2 separate regions of the Canis lupus genome follow, and region 1 is linked to region 2. Evidence: chromatin contacts called from public Hi-C data. All regions are on one chromosome and are shown on one strand. The core of a region is the stretch at or near the end of the contact, and the rest is flanking DNA. Distances in the headings are between cores, read along the strand shown. Region 1 holds the start of TRIB1 (tribbles pseudokinase 1). Region 2 holds the start of WASHC5 (WASH complex subunit 5).

Region 1 (6,576 bases), core at 1,181-3,680, 260 kb after region 2:
TGGGGCTGGAGCCGCAGAAGAGCCCCAGCCCCAGTGCCCCAAGCAAGGAGAAAGGGAAGCAGTCTCAACTCCCCACCTTCCCATCTCCCTCTAGGGCCTTCCACTGGGAAACTAGGCTGGAAGCCAGTGGGCAAGAGAGCATGGGAAACAGTTTACCAGGGGCAGCCCCAGAGAGCCGGGCAGAGAGGATGGGGGAATGGCTCTGAGAGGTCTAGGATGGCCCCAGAGACTGGCTGTGGGGAATGGGAAAAGGGCAGATTCAAGGGGAAAGGAGTGCCCGGGAGGGCGGGTGGGGTGGGTGGTGGTGGTGCCTTTGTCTCGGAAGACAGTGAGGGGAGTGTACCCCGGGGATGGAGGTGCTGATGGCTCATGTTGGGTTTGCCATCTGAGTGCAGATGTCCAGCTGGCAGCTCAGTGGATCTTAAATACTGGCACAGAATACCCCGAAAGCAGGCAAACCTAAGGTAGGCTCTGGCCTGGCCACAGGACCGAGTGCAACCTTCCCGCATGCCAATGGAGTCCTTCACGACTTCTGCAGGCTCAGCTCCCACCAACCTTGCAAGCCCTTTGGCCTGAGCCAACCTTGCTTCCCCTGCTACCCACCATTCATCCCCCCTCCCCCAACTCCCCCCAGCAAAGATCTCACAATCCCACACATCCCCCAGGACAAATGCTGCCTTCTAGCTGGCACTCCTCCCTAGCCCTCTTTTCTCCCAGACTCTAATCTCTCCCTTGAGTCCCCAAGAGCGCTTAAGAGCCCGAAAGCTCCACTACTCACTAGCTATTGGACTCCAGCAAGGAACGTACATCTCTGAAGTCTTCTTCCATGAAATGGGGCAAAAACAAAAAACAAAACAAAACAAAAAAACCCCACAGGCTGGTTGTAAAACCAAAGCAAAGTATTATGTGTAAAGAGCTGAGAACAGTGCCTGACACGTCATAGTCCTCAATTAATGTTAGCAATTATTATTCACATTTTCATCTTCTAATCCCCAGCATCTGGCCTTCAATAGATGCATAATTAGTGTTTGTGGAATACATGGAGACTGAAGACGTAAGAGGACTTATCCTTGGGGCTCACCCTCGTTTTAGAAAATTCAGTGTTTAGCAGGAGGGGAAGAGGCTCTCTGCAATAGTTACCTACGTTGGGTGTCCCGAGACTTCAAACTGACCCAGCTCTCTCAAGAAAAAGGACAGATTTTTAAGTTCCTTTCCCAGGGGAGGTTTTCCGCTGCAGGGTCTGGCACACATTTCGTGCTCACCCAAATCACGTTGCACGAATGTAGGCACACAAGCTGGCAGGGGCGCCCGGGTGTAGGCAGCATCACAGGCGCTGGCCAGGGGTGACTCTACTCCCCTGCCCGCCCCCCACGGAGCCGGGGCTGGCCCCGGGGCCCCAGACCCTGCCGCGCGTGCGGAGGCCGGGGAGGGGGCAGCAATCCGGCGGCAGCCACGTGGGCCCCTTCCGCCAGCTCCCCACATCCTTTGTTTCCCACCGGCCCCGGGCTCAGGAAGCTCTTTCTGCGAGTCACCGCGAAGGGGCGGCCGGGGAGCCTGGAGAAGCTATTTCCGTGCAATCCGGGAGGGCGGCAGGCGCGGGAGGGGCGTGGAGGTGGAGGCAGCGCAGAAGGCCCCGTGTTTGCTTTTATTTCATCCAACAGAAGGTTCTATTTGTGGAAGCGAACAGACGCTGGGGATTAGAGCCGGGAGGGGGAAGGAAAAGGGGGAAAAAAAAAAAAAAGCCACATCCACTACCACGCACAGGTCTTCCCCGGAACTACCGCGTGGGGGTGAATGACTGATTCTGGAATCCATCACCGTCCCTACCCTCCCTTCCTCCGGCTGCAGCCGGGCCCGGGAGGCGCCCACGGCCGCAGCCGGAGGTCTCCAGGCGCGGGGCGGTGGAGGGATCCCCGGGGCGGCCGGCGCGACCGTCCCGCCGCAGCCCGCGCCCCGCCGAGCCCCGTGGCGCGCGCCCGCAGCCCATTGTGCTCGGGGTGAATGGGGAGCGCGCACCAATCGGCGGCCGCCTCTCCCCGCGCGGCCCCGCCCCCGCCCCCGCCCCCGCCCGCTTCCCCGGACCCTGACGTCACGGGAACTCTTCCTCCGCCCCCTCCCGGCTGGGGGAGCCGCGCCGCCGGCCTGCGGGAGGGCGCGCGCCGCCTCCGGCCCGTCCCAGCCCGTCCCAGCCCGTCCCAGCCCGGCGCACCACCTGCGCCCACCTGCGTCCCACCTGCGTCCAGCCCGTCCCAGCCCGTCCCAGCCTGCGTCCCAGCCCGTCCCAGCCCGGCGCACCACCTGCGCCGGAGCGCGCGCAACCCCGAGCATCCCCGGCCTCCCGGCCGCCCCCGGTGCCCCCGCCGCCGCGGCCCCGCCTCCTCTCCCCGCCCCCCGGCCCCCGCCTCCTCCCTCCGCGTCGGTGACTGCTCGCCGGGCGGCGGGGCCCGAGTCGTCGCAGCCACCTCATTGCTCAACCCGGCTTCCAACTGTTTACACGGCCCGGCCTGTGAGTGTGTGTGTGTATACAGCGTGAGTCACCGAGAGGCGGAGGAGGTGGAGGAAAAGGAGAAGGAGGAGTGCACTGGCCGGGATCGCTGCGGCGCACACACTCGCTCGCTCACTCACGCTCAGCCGCTCGCTCACTCGCACGCCGGGAGCCCCGGGGCGCGCAGGACCCCGAGCGCCGCGGGAAAGTTGCTCGGGCTTCCTCTCCGGGACCCCGCGCTCGGGAAGGGCATCGGCCCCGCGGCTCCGCCGAGCCTGCGGAATCCTGCCCTCGCGGCTCGGGACGTCCGCAACACCCGGCGCCGCCGCCGCCGCCGCCGCCGCCGCCGCCGCCGCCTCCGCCTCCGGGACTGTCGGCGGCCTCGGCAACAATAGCGGCGGCCGCCCCCGGCCAGGCGCCCCGAGCCGCCGCCCGCCGAGGTCCCGGGACCGCAGCCGGCCTCTGCCTCCCGCCCCCGGACGCGCGGCCGGCGTGCTTCCCGCGTGCAGCGCCAGCTCCCGGGAGCCGCTGCTGCCTGCCCCGGGGGGCCGAGCCGAGCTCCGTCCGCAAAGCCCACCCCGCCGGCTGGAGGAGGTCGCGGCGCCCGCGCCGAGCCCGGCCCGGCCCGGGACGGGATGCGGGTCGGTCCCGTGCGCTCGGCCATGAGCGGCGCCTCGCAGCCCCGCGGCCCGGCCCTGCTGCTCCCGGCCGCCCGGGGCGCCCCGGCCAAACGCCTGCTGGACGCGGACGACGCGGCGGCCGTGGCGGCCAAGTGCCCGCGCCTCTCCGAGTGCTCGAGCCCCCCGGACTACCTCAGCCCCCCCGGCTCGCCCTGCAGCCCGCAGCCGCCGCCCGCCGTTCCGGGAGCCGGCGGCGGCTGCGGGAGCGCGCCGGGGCCCAGCCGCATCGCCGACTACCTGCTGCTGCCGCTGGCGGAGCGCGAGCATGTGTCCCGGGCGCTGTGCATCCACACCGGCCGCGAGCTGCGCTGCAAGGTAGGCGCCCGGGGGGGCGGGGGCGCGGGGGCCCGCCCAGGTGCTCGGGGTCTCGCCCGCCGGCGCCGGGGGCCTCCGGGGCCACCTGCGGCGACTTGAGCGTGGCAGCGGGCTCTGGGCCAGCTTCGTCCGCCCCTTGGGGGATTTCGGCTGGAGAGGCGCGGCGGGGGCTCGGCGGGCAAGAGGAGGCGCGGTGGGTGCTCAGAGGCCGTGCCTCCGTGACCTGCCCTTAGCGCCCGGCGTAGCGCCCGGCGTCCCAAATAAGTTGTGGGATTGACATGGATCCCAGGGCCCAGCCATTCCCCTGCTCTCGTTCCCCCGGCTTCCCCCGCCCCCCGTCCTGGAAGGACGCCCTGCAGTGGGTGTCCTCCGCGGAGCTCGGAGCAGCCGGCAGCTGTTGCCGGGGCTGCGAGGCACCTGGGCCGGGCTGTGGGTGGTGAGGGGGGCGGGGGGCAGGTGGGAAGACCGTGCCGGGCTCGGGTCTTGGGGATCCCGGCCCCAGCCCGCGCCGGGAGGAGAACCCCGTCCTCCGCAGGGAGCGGTCTGAGGTGGGCTCCCCGGCGGCCCGGGGCCTTCGCCCGGCGCAGAAATGTTGGGAAGCCCACACCGGCTAGGAACCCTCGCTGCCGCCCAGCTCTCTCTTTTCCGGCCCGCGGTTTTTCTTTTGAACATGAGAGATTCCGTTCCGGGGCAGATAGGGCTCCTAGGAGCAGGATCCTCCGCGTGCACCCCCGGCCCCGACGTCCCCCACGAGCCTCGGGGCTGCTCCTTTTCAAGCGAGAGACGGGGTCACCCCTCCGTTAAAGTGGCTCTCGGGTTTTCCGCAACTCACCTGAACTCCACCCGCCTCCCCCTCCCTAGGCTCGCTGCTGCCACCTACTGTCCGACGGGAATGAAATTTCCAAGGCGGGCTCCAGCCCGGTGCACGGGGAGGGGGAATCCTTTCTTCCCGGGCGCTGGGGCGCCGGGGCTCAGAGCGGTTTGGGGAAGATGGGGGGTGGGGGGGGGGGGGGGGGGGGCGGAGCGGCTCAGAGATTCATCTAGCCGGGGCCGGGGCAGCCAGGCCTCAGAGGTGGGGTGGGTCTGGCCATTGTGCAACCCCTTCCAGTTCCTCTGAGCAGATAATAGCTGAATCCAGATGGTGACAGCCCATGTGTCACCGTTTCCAGTTGAGTCTAGGATATGAGTAACCGGACTAAACAAAAGGCCCTTAAAGAGACCAGCTAGCTTCTGAGAGGAGAGACTACCCATTTCCCTGGTGAAGGTGGAGGGTGGGAGCTCTGTGCCCCCCACCCCCCCACCTCGGGGTGGGGTGGTGCTGGAGATAAACAAACAAATGTAAAAACCATACAGAACATCCCATATCCTGTGCTAATTTTAACTCAAGGCCGTTTCTACCTGAGTCAGACTGTATAGGCAGGTTGTTTAAGGCTCTGTTGTCACAGTCTTTCTGCGAGTCATCTGTTCCTTCTGACTAATGACAGATCTGCATGTTCCCCAGCCCCTGCTTCCACTCGGAGGCTGCAGAGTCACCACATTCTGTGCTCTCTGTGGTGAGAGCTTTGGGTCTGCAGGGGGTCATGCATTTTCAGCTCCTGGAGATCCCGGGAGGGGTGGGGGGGTGGGGCTTCCTGCAGCTACTTGCAGCAGCCCCCACCTGCAAACAAGGAAGGGCCACATAGGGTGCGAGCTTTAGGGCTCAGCCCCCGTGAAAGGAGGCGACATATATAGAAGACAGCTCTTTTAAACCATCCGTAGAGTAACCCAGTGGGCATCTGCTAGCCAGAGCCCTCTATGTTGCTGGTTTGGGGTGTTAGAGGCAGCTGAGGCTTCTTGCATAAGGTGTGGGGTGGTGGTGGTGGTGCAGAGATAAATGAAGGGAGCCGTACTGTCAACCCAAGGCCGAAGGCCGAGAGCTGCAGTCCGGCATTCAGGAGGCAGCCTCTGCTTTTCTAGCTTCCTAAATGGGGTCACCGTCTCTCTGCAGGTGTTTCCTATTAAACACTACCAGGACAAAATCAGGCCTTACATCCAGCTGCCGTCACACAGGAACATCACTGGCATTGTGGAAGTGATCCTTGGGGAAACCAAGGCCTATGTCTTCTTTGAGAAGGACTTTGGGGACATGCACTCCTATGTGCGAAGCCGGAAGAGGCTGCGGGAAGAGGAGGCTGCCCGGCTCTTCAAGCAGATTGTTTCCGCCGTTGCCCACTGCCATCAGTCGGCCATCGTGCTCGGGGACCTGAAACTTAGGAAATTCGTCTTCTCCACGGAGGAGAGGTGAGCAGCCTTCGCAGCTCCTCCTGTGGCCTTGCGGGGCAGGTTAAGCGGTTAGGTACAGAGTGTTGGTTCGCATCAGAGCCAAGGGCTCGGTTGTCCCAGAATGAGTATTTAGAAAGGCCGCTCCCCAGGAGCCACGGCCAAGGATGGCTTATTCTGCACTGTCGTGGATGTGGCCCCGGGACACCTTGGTGCTTCTTTCTGTGGGATGTCACATGATGACAGGATGCCCTCCCCACTTCCACTCCAGGATCAAGTTTATCCCCATTGTTATCAGAAAGGTCAGTTCTTCTCGGGTAACAGATGGTCAGTCCGGCCTCACCGCATTGACTCCTAAAGGAAGTTTTCAAATCCTGGCTTCTACCAAGCGGGGAGCTTTTTAATTTTTTTTTTTTTTTTGTACCTAAAAAGTATGACAGAGCTAAACTGTTGGATTAGCCCTATTCTGCTCTCCTCCTTTGTACCCTACTCCTGTTCCACTTTGGGCTGGCCCCCAGTACTGCTCTTCACATTCTCTGATGACTTTTCAGACCTCTTGTTTGGATACATCTTGAGAAAGTAGCCACATTGAATAATAAATGGATGTTGGCTGGAATTGGTTCCTAAATATAGATGGTGACTTTCCCTCATAAAGGACAAGATGAGCTTGATAAGAGAATAACGAGACGCTAGGATTCAGAGTTGAGGTTTCAGGCAAGGGAATTCAGGAAGCCGCGGGGAATAGACCTTACTTGACTTTAAGAGGTGGGCCGGATCTCTTCTGGAAAGATAAGGAGGGAAAAACCCCCTGTAGAATTGTGGAGGGGTGTGTATTAT
Region 2 (5,957 bases), core at 979-3,478:
TTGTTTAGAACTTTGTTTTATAAGGAGATCTTTAATACACATTAAGGATTAAATTATTAACAAGTCTTTTCGTTTTCTCATAATGTTTACTCATTAAGCCACATTGATCTCTAATAGGCTGAATTTCAGATCATCTCATTCCATTTTTTTTTTTTTTAAGGAAACTCTACCCCCAGTGTGGGGCTCAAACTCACCCTGAGATTATCAGCCACATGCTCTACTGTCTGAGCCAGCCAGGCACCCCAATTTCATTCCATTTTTTTTTGCACTGAAATGGTCTAGTTGGGAAAATGAGACAAGGAGAGGAGGAAAATAATGGCAAATGGACAAAACAACAACAACAAGTCACTGAATTCCTCTGAAGATCCAGGTCTAAGTAGGATGAAACTCAAGACACAACTGCAAGGTGAGCAAGCTACGTTTAACTGGTGTAACTGCTCCCAGATTTTGGATCCCAATATAGGATTGACAATGGGACCATGGAGAAAGTATCTTAAGCAAAACATTACCTGCCTTCTTCTCCTTACCTCACCCACCAAAACCCGCCCCCCCCCCCAAAACAAAACAAAACAAAAAACAAAAAAGAGATACACTCAGCTCCGGCACGCAGAGAGTCAAGTTAGCTTAGGCTTGGAATAATGACATAAGTGAAGACTTTTGTGTGTTTACCCCTTATTTTAATCCTTAAATCCTTACGTTGTAGGCAACATTTAAAATATTATTTGGTTAGAGTATTTGGTAGATAACCCATTGTTGGTTGAGAAACTTGCCCTAAAGAACAGAATCTAAAACCAACATTAAAGATGCCTAATCATGTTGCAGCGCTCTCAGAATCAGGTGGTTTCATAAGGTGCTAATACTTAGTTGAGATTTAAAACGAATGAGACCCAGATAAACACTGTAGATGAACCTATATCAAATCTTCCATTTAGTGGTTCTCTTGGTGCTAGAGACGAAGGAAACTCATAAAGACCAGTTTTCTCAATATAGGCTGTATTACTATCTGGCATGAAATGAAACCAGAGATCCCACTCGATTTCCTACTCTTCCTTTACAAGGCACCCCAAAAAGCAGCTGTTAACTTATTTTTAAGAATTTTGGCATGGAACTGTGGTTTTCAGTTTGGAAGGTAGCCCCAGACAAAAGACAACAACGTGTTTCAAGAACGCAGCATGGCATCACCATCATACCAATTACCCAACAGGTACAGAACTGAATTCTGAAGGAAATTAAATTGTCCTGGGACAAACCACACAAACCTGTGTGCCCTACTCAGAGGACAAAAGAAGTCTTTTTTTTTTTTTTTAATCCTTTCATAAAACCTCGGTTCCATAAAGAAGGAAGCACTGGGCTCCACCTATCCATGACCGGGAACAAAACAGAATGGTTGTTGATCAAAATAAAAGTGACAAATCTCTTCCAGGCAAGTTCGGAAATGGGCCTGATCTCTCTAGCCCCATTCATAAATCCTGGAAGACGGGAGAACGAAAAACGGGAGGCGTTCCTGGTTATGCGCAGAAGCAGGAAGACCTCTCCCTCCCTTGTCACGACCCCAAGTATCTCTGTTGGAGGAAACTCCGTGCACTTGGAATCCGGCTCCATTACCGGCACCGTGACTTGATTTATGTTTTCAACCGTGCGCCACAAACCTGTCGGGACCCTCGGAACTATTTTCCAAAATGCAAAGAACTTCGGCACCGGCGTGCCGCAGGTGAGGGAACTTGGGTGCAGAGAGGAGCAATGACTGGCTCAAGTTCGGAACCCACGGCGGAGCTAGAATTCAAACCCGGGTCTAGCAGACTCTCAAAGCCCTCGCCGAGCACCCCGTGTTCTCGAGAGCAGGGGGAGGATTAACGCCGCCCGCCCGGCGCGGCTCCTGGAAACTTGGAGGGGTCAGAGGCGGGCCAACAGCTGAGTGTCCGCGGCGGGGAGAACCACGGCCCCGAGAGGAGGTGGGAGAGCTGCGGCTGCAGCGCCGCCCCAGGCAGGCCCTCAGCCCTCCAAGCCCGACTCCCCGTCCACGCCGCACCTTCCGCCCGCGCGGCCCTGCGCGGGGCCGGGGCCCCGGAGAGCGCATCCCGCCCTCACTCACCTGTCACCCCGGCCGCGCCAGGGCGCACGTGCGGGGCCGGCGAGCGCGGGCGGGGTCGGCACGCGGGTGCCCGGCCTCCCCTCCCCGCACGACGACCCCTCCGGCCGCAGCCCCCGATCGCCAGCCGGCGGGACCCCGGCTTCCGCCTGTGGCGCCCGTGGCAGTCACATGACCAGAGGGGGCGGGAGCAGGGCGGGGCGTCATGTGACCGCTGGCCGGCGACGGCTGATGACGCTCGAGCCCGCGCTCGCGGTTTCAGCGACTGGGGAAGGGAGTTGAGGAAGGAGTTGGGGTCCGGGCGTGGGCGGTCCGGGTGCTGCCAGACCGAGCCGGGGCGCGCCTCCAGGTAAGGCGGAAGCGGGGGGTGGCGAGGGCGAGGGTGGCGACAGGTGTCGCCTCCCCGTGGGGCGCCCCGCGGGTGCCCTGAGCTGGGGTCTGTCCGCCCGGGCTGTGGTCCTGGCACTGCACGCCGAGCACGGAGGCTTGGGCAGGCTGCCCCCTCCCCGAGGCGCCGTCTCTCCATCCTCCCACCCGAGTGGGGGAAAAGTTCACGGTTCCTGCTGCAGATTCGTGTGCTTTGAGCTGTCTTTAAAAGCAGGGCCTCGGACGGGAGGTCTAAATGAGCTCCCTGGGCCTCAGTTTCCTTTTCTATAATTGGTTGTGAGCATCAGCGGTCCTGAGAAAGTAGCGCCAAGGGCATCAGTTTGTGGCGCACTGTGGGGGGCCTCGAAAGGGTGGTTGCTGGGGATCCCCGGGGGGCCCAGCGGTTTAGCGCCGCCTGCAGCCCAGGGTGTGATCCTGGAGACCCGGGGTCGAGTCCCAGGTCGGGCCCCCTGCGTGGGACCCGCTTCTCCCTCTGCCTGGGTCTCTGCCTCTCTCGCTGTGTCTCTCATGAATAAAGAAGTAGAATCTTAAAAAAAAAAAAAAAGAAAAAAAACCAAGAAAGGGCGGTTGCTGTTCCTGTCGTCACTCTCCTCCGTTCTTTGATCGCCTCTTTCGTACGAGGAGCTGTCTTATGTGCTAGCAGAACGTGTCAGGGTTGTGGTTTAAGCTGCTCCCGGGGTGAAGGAGTGGCTGCCGGGTGAACAAATAGCTGTGATGAGTTTTACGAAGAAGTGTGTGTGTGAGGGAGAGGGGGCATAGTAGTAGCATGAGGGAGGGAACGAGCAATTGCTCGTATAGGTAAGAGACGGTTTCATAAGGAAAGACGTACCCTTGCATCTTGAAAAAGGAGCTGTAGCTCTGGCTGGACTTGCATAGGCCCCGTGGTTTGAAGGACGTTTGGCAGAGTGTCTATAAATTGTTAGCTCTGGGTCTACCACCCTGCTGTAAGGAGAGAGGAGACGGGGGAAACAATATTTTCAAGTCAGCTGATAAGTGACCCTGCCTGAAGTGAATCAGACTTGCTGTGGTCTGAATATTTATGTTTTTCTGCGCCCCCCCCCCCGCCCCTTCATATGTTGAAATCCTAATGCCGTTGTGATATAGTATTAGGAAGTGGGGCCTTTGAGAGGTGCTTAGGTGATGAGGGTGGAGCCCTCATGAATGGAATTAGTGCCTTTGTAAAAGGCTCCTGAGAGCTCCCTCCCTTGCACCTTCTACCTTGTGATGACAAAGGGTGAGAGGGCTTGGGGGCTCTGAACGAGGTAGAGGGCCTTCACCGGAATGGGACCCTGCTGGCACCTTGACCTTGGACTTCCCAGCCTCCAGAACTCCAGGCATCAATTTCTGTTGTTTGTAAGCTACCCAATCTGGTATTTTGTTGCAGCAGCCTGAATGGCCTAAGACAAGGCTCGGTATGGGAAGGGAAAATAACATGCGTGGGAAAAACTCAGGAAATATATATATATATATATATATATATATATATATATATATATATATGATTTTTATTTAGTTATGAGAGACACAGAGAGAGGCAGAGACATAGGCAGAGGGAGAAGCAGGCTCCATGCAAGGAGCCTGATGTGAGACTCGATCCCGGGTCTCTAGGATCGTGCCCTGGGCTGAAGGCAGGTGCTAAACCGCTGGGCCACCTGGGTTGCCAGGAAACCTTGCTTTAATCTTTCTTGGAAACTGTAGGTACAGGGAACAAAGAGATTATTGTTACTAGGGAAGGCTTCAAGAGGAGGTTGATTTAAACCAAGGTTTCATGATGGACATTTTGGGCCAGATGATTCTTTAGGGGGGTGGGGTTGTCCTGTGAATTATGTACTTAGCTGTTCTTAGCGGGAGAGAGAGAGAGAAGAGTGTGTCTACTCCATCCATTCTCTTTGCTTCTCAATCCAAATCTTTTTCCTGAAAATACTCCAGAATTACAGAAGGAAGTTTCCCTCGGCTCTCTGCAAGCGTAGAGTTTCATTAGAGTAATGTGAATTTTGCATGCACATAATAAGGATAGCTACTATGTGGGAGACACTCATCACTTATCCTGTATTGTATTATTCCTTATATACGTTGTGTGTTTTGTCCATTCCAGGTGCTATTAAAAAATAGCATAGACGGGTGGCTTAAAGAACAGAAATTTATTTTCAGTTTTGGAGACCAGAAGTCAAGAGATTAGGGTGCCGGCATGGCTGGGTACTGGTAAGAGGCCTCTTTTTCGCTCTCATCAGCCCCCTTCTTACTATGTCCTTATTGGGTGGAGAGAGCGAGCTCAGGTGTCTCTTCCTCTTCTAATAAGGACATTAATTCCTTCCTGAAATTAGGCTCTACCTTCAGGACATCTAAACCTAATTATCTCCCAAAGATCTCGGGTCCAAGTACCACACAATGGGGGTTAGGCTCTCAACAATGATTTTGGGAGGAGATGCAGTTATCTCAGTGTTCTCCATACTTGTTTGATTCTGAGAATCCTCTGCAGCGATTCATAAAAATACAGGTTTCCCCGGAGTGTCCACTAGGGACTCGGGTTAGTAGGTCTGAGATAGCACTTACATATACATCTATATTTTCAATAAGCATTTCAACTGACTCCTAAGATCAGGCAAGTTATAGAAAATTATGAAACTTAATTTATACAATAATGCTGTGAGATAGATACGATTATTTCCATTTTATACAAGAACAAATTGAAGCTAGAGAAAGTAAGCAACTTGACCTATATTGTGCAGTTCTAAGTGGCGTGCATGGAACAGAATTTCCAGGCATCTCTGTCCTGTGTCCAATCTCTTAAGCGCCACTCCGTATTGTGTACAGTGTTAAAATGATGAAGTTGATGTTAATATTTGCTTCCACTTTTAAAGATTTATATGTTGGACATTATCCTGCGTGTTTCATTGTACACCTTATTTCATTCAGTTCTCACAGTAATCCTTGGGGTAGGCACTGGATGATTCCTGTTTTAGGAAGGGAAAAATGAAACACCAAGAGGTTAAATAATTTGCCTCAAGTCATTCAGTTACCTAAGTGGCAAAATTAGGTTTTGAACTCAGTCTGGTTCTAGAAGCTGCATACATGACCTCTACTCCATATTGCCCCTCTATTTTACTCTATAATGTAGAGAAATTCTGCTTTTATTGACACAGAATATAAAATCTAACCAAGTCTATAAATCTGTTAGAACCCAGAGGACTGTCAGGAATATGTGTAATATATATATATAATATAGATTTTTAAATTTATATTTGTATATATACAGTTTTCAGAATTCAGTATGCCTATGTTAGATAAGTTAAAAATTACAAGTTTCGAAGTTCTCCCTGTTAAACTGTTTTATTACTACTATTTCCAGTTTTTGGGAAAAGGCATCATATGAGTAGTCTGCTTTTTCTAACTCCTTTATGTTTTAGCTTTTTAAGAACTGTGCTGTTGTTGAATTCTTTAGGGAACCGAGGAATATTTTACCCAAGGGAGGGTATTCTCT

Evidence for each region. A called contact is a pair of places that touch in the nucleus more often than the background predicts.
Region 1: a contact with region 2 is called in a Hi-C map of amygdala, with 4 times the contacts expected there. The contact joins the promoter of TRIB1 here to the promoter of WASHC5 in region 2. A contact is called at or near these places in 3 of 9 Hi-C or Micro-C datasets (amygdala and blood).

Annotation. Positions count from the first base shown.
Region 1 is chr13:23,753,249-23,759,824 of UU_Cfam_GSD_1.0, forward strand. It overlaps TRIB1 (tribbles pseudokinase 1), which reads left to right and starts at 2,431. Exons shown (of 3, transcript NM_001313808.1): 1 at 2,431-3,480; 2 at 5,468-5,760. The coding sequence starts at 3,121.
Region 2 is chr13:23,490,677-23,496,633 of UU_Cfam_GSD_1.0, forward strand. It overlaps WASHC5 (WASH complex subunit 5), which reads right to left and starts at 2,229. Exons shown (of 29, transcript XM_038555500.1): 1 at 2,093-2,229. It overlaps NSMCE2 (E3 SUMO-protein ligase NSE2), which reads left to right and starts at 2,284. Exons shown (of 7, transcript XM_038555505.1): 1 at 2,284-2,438.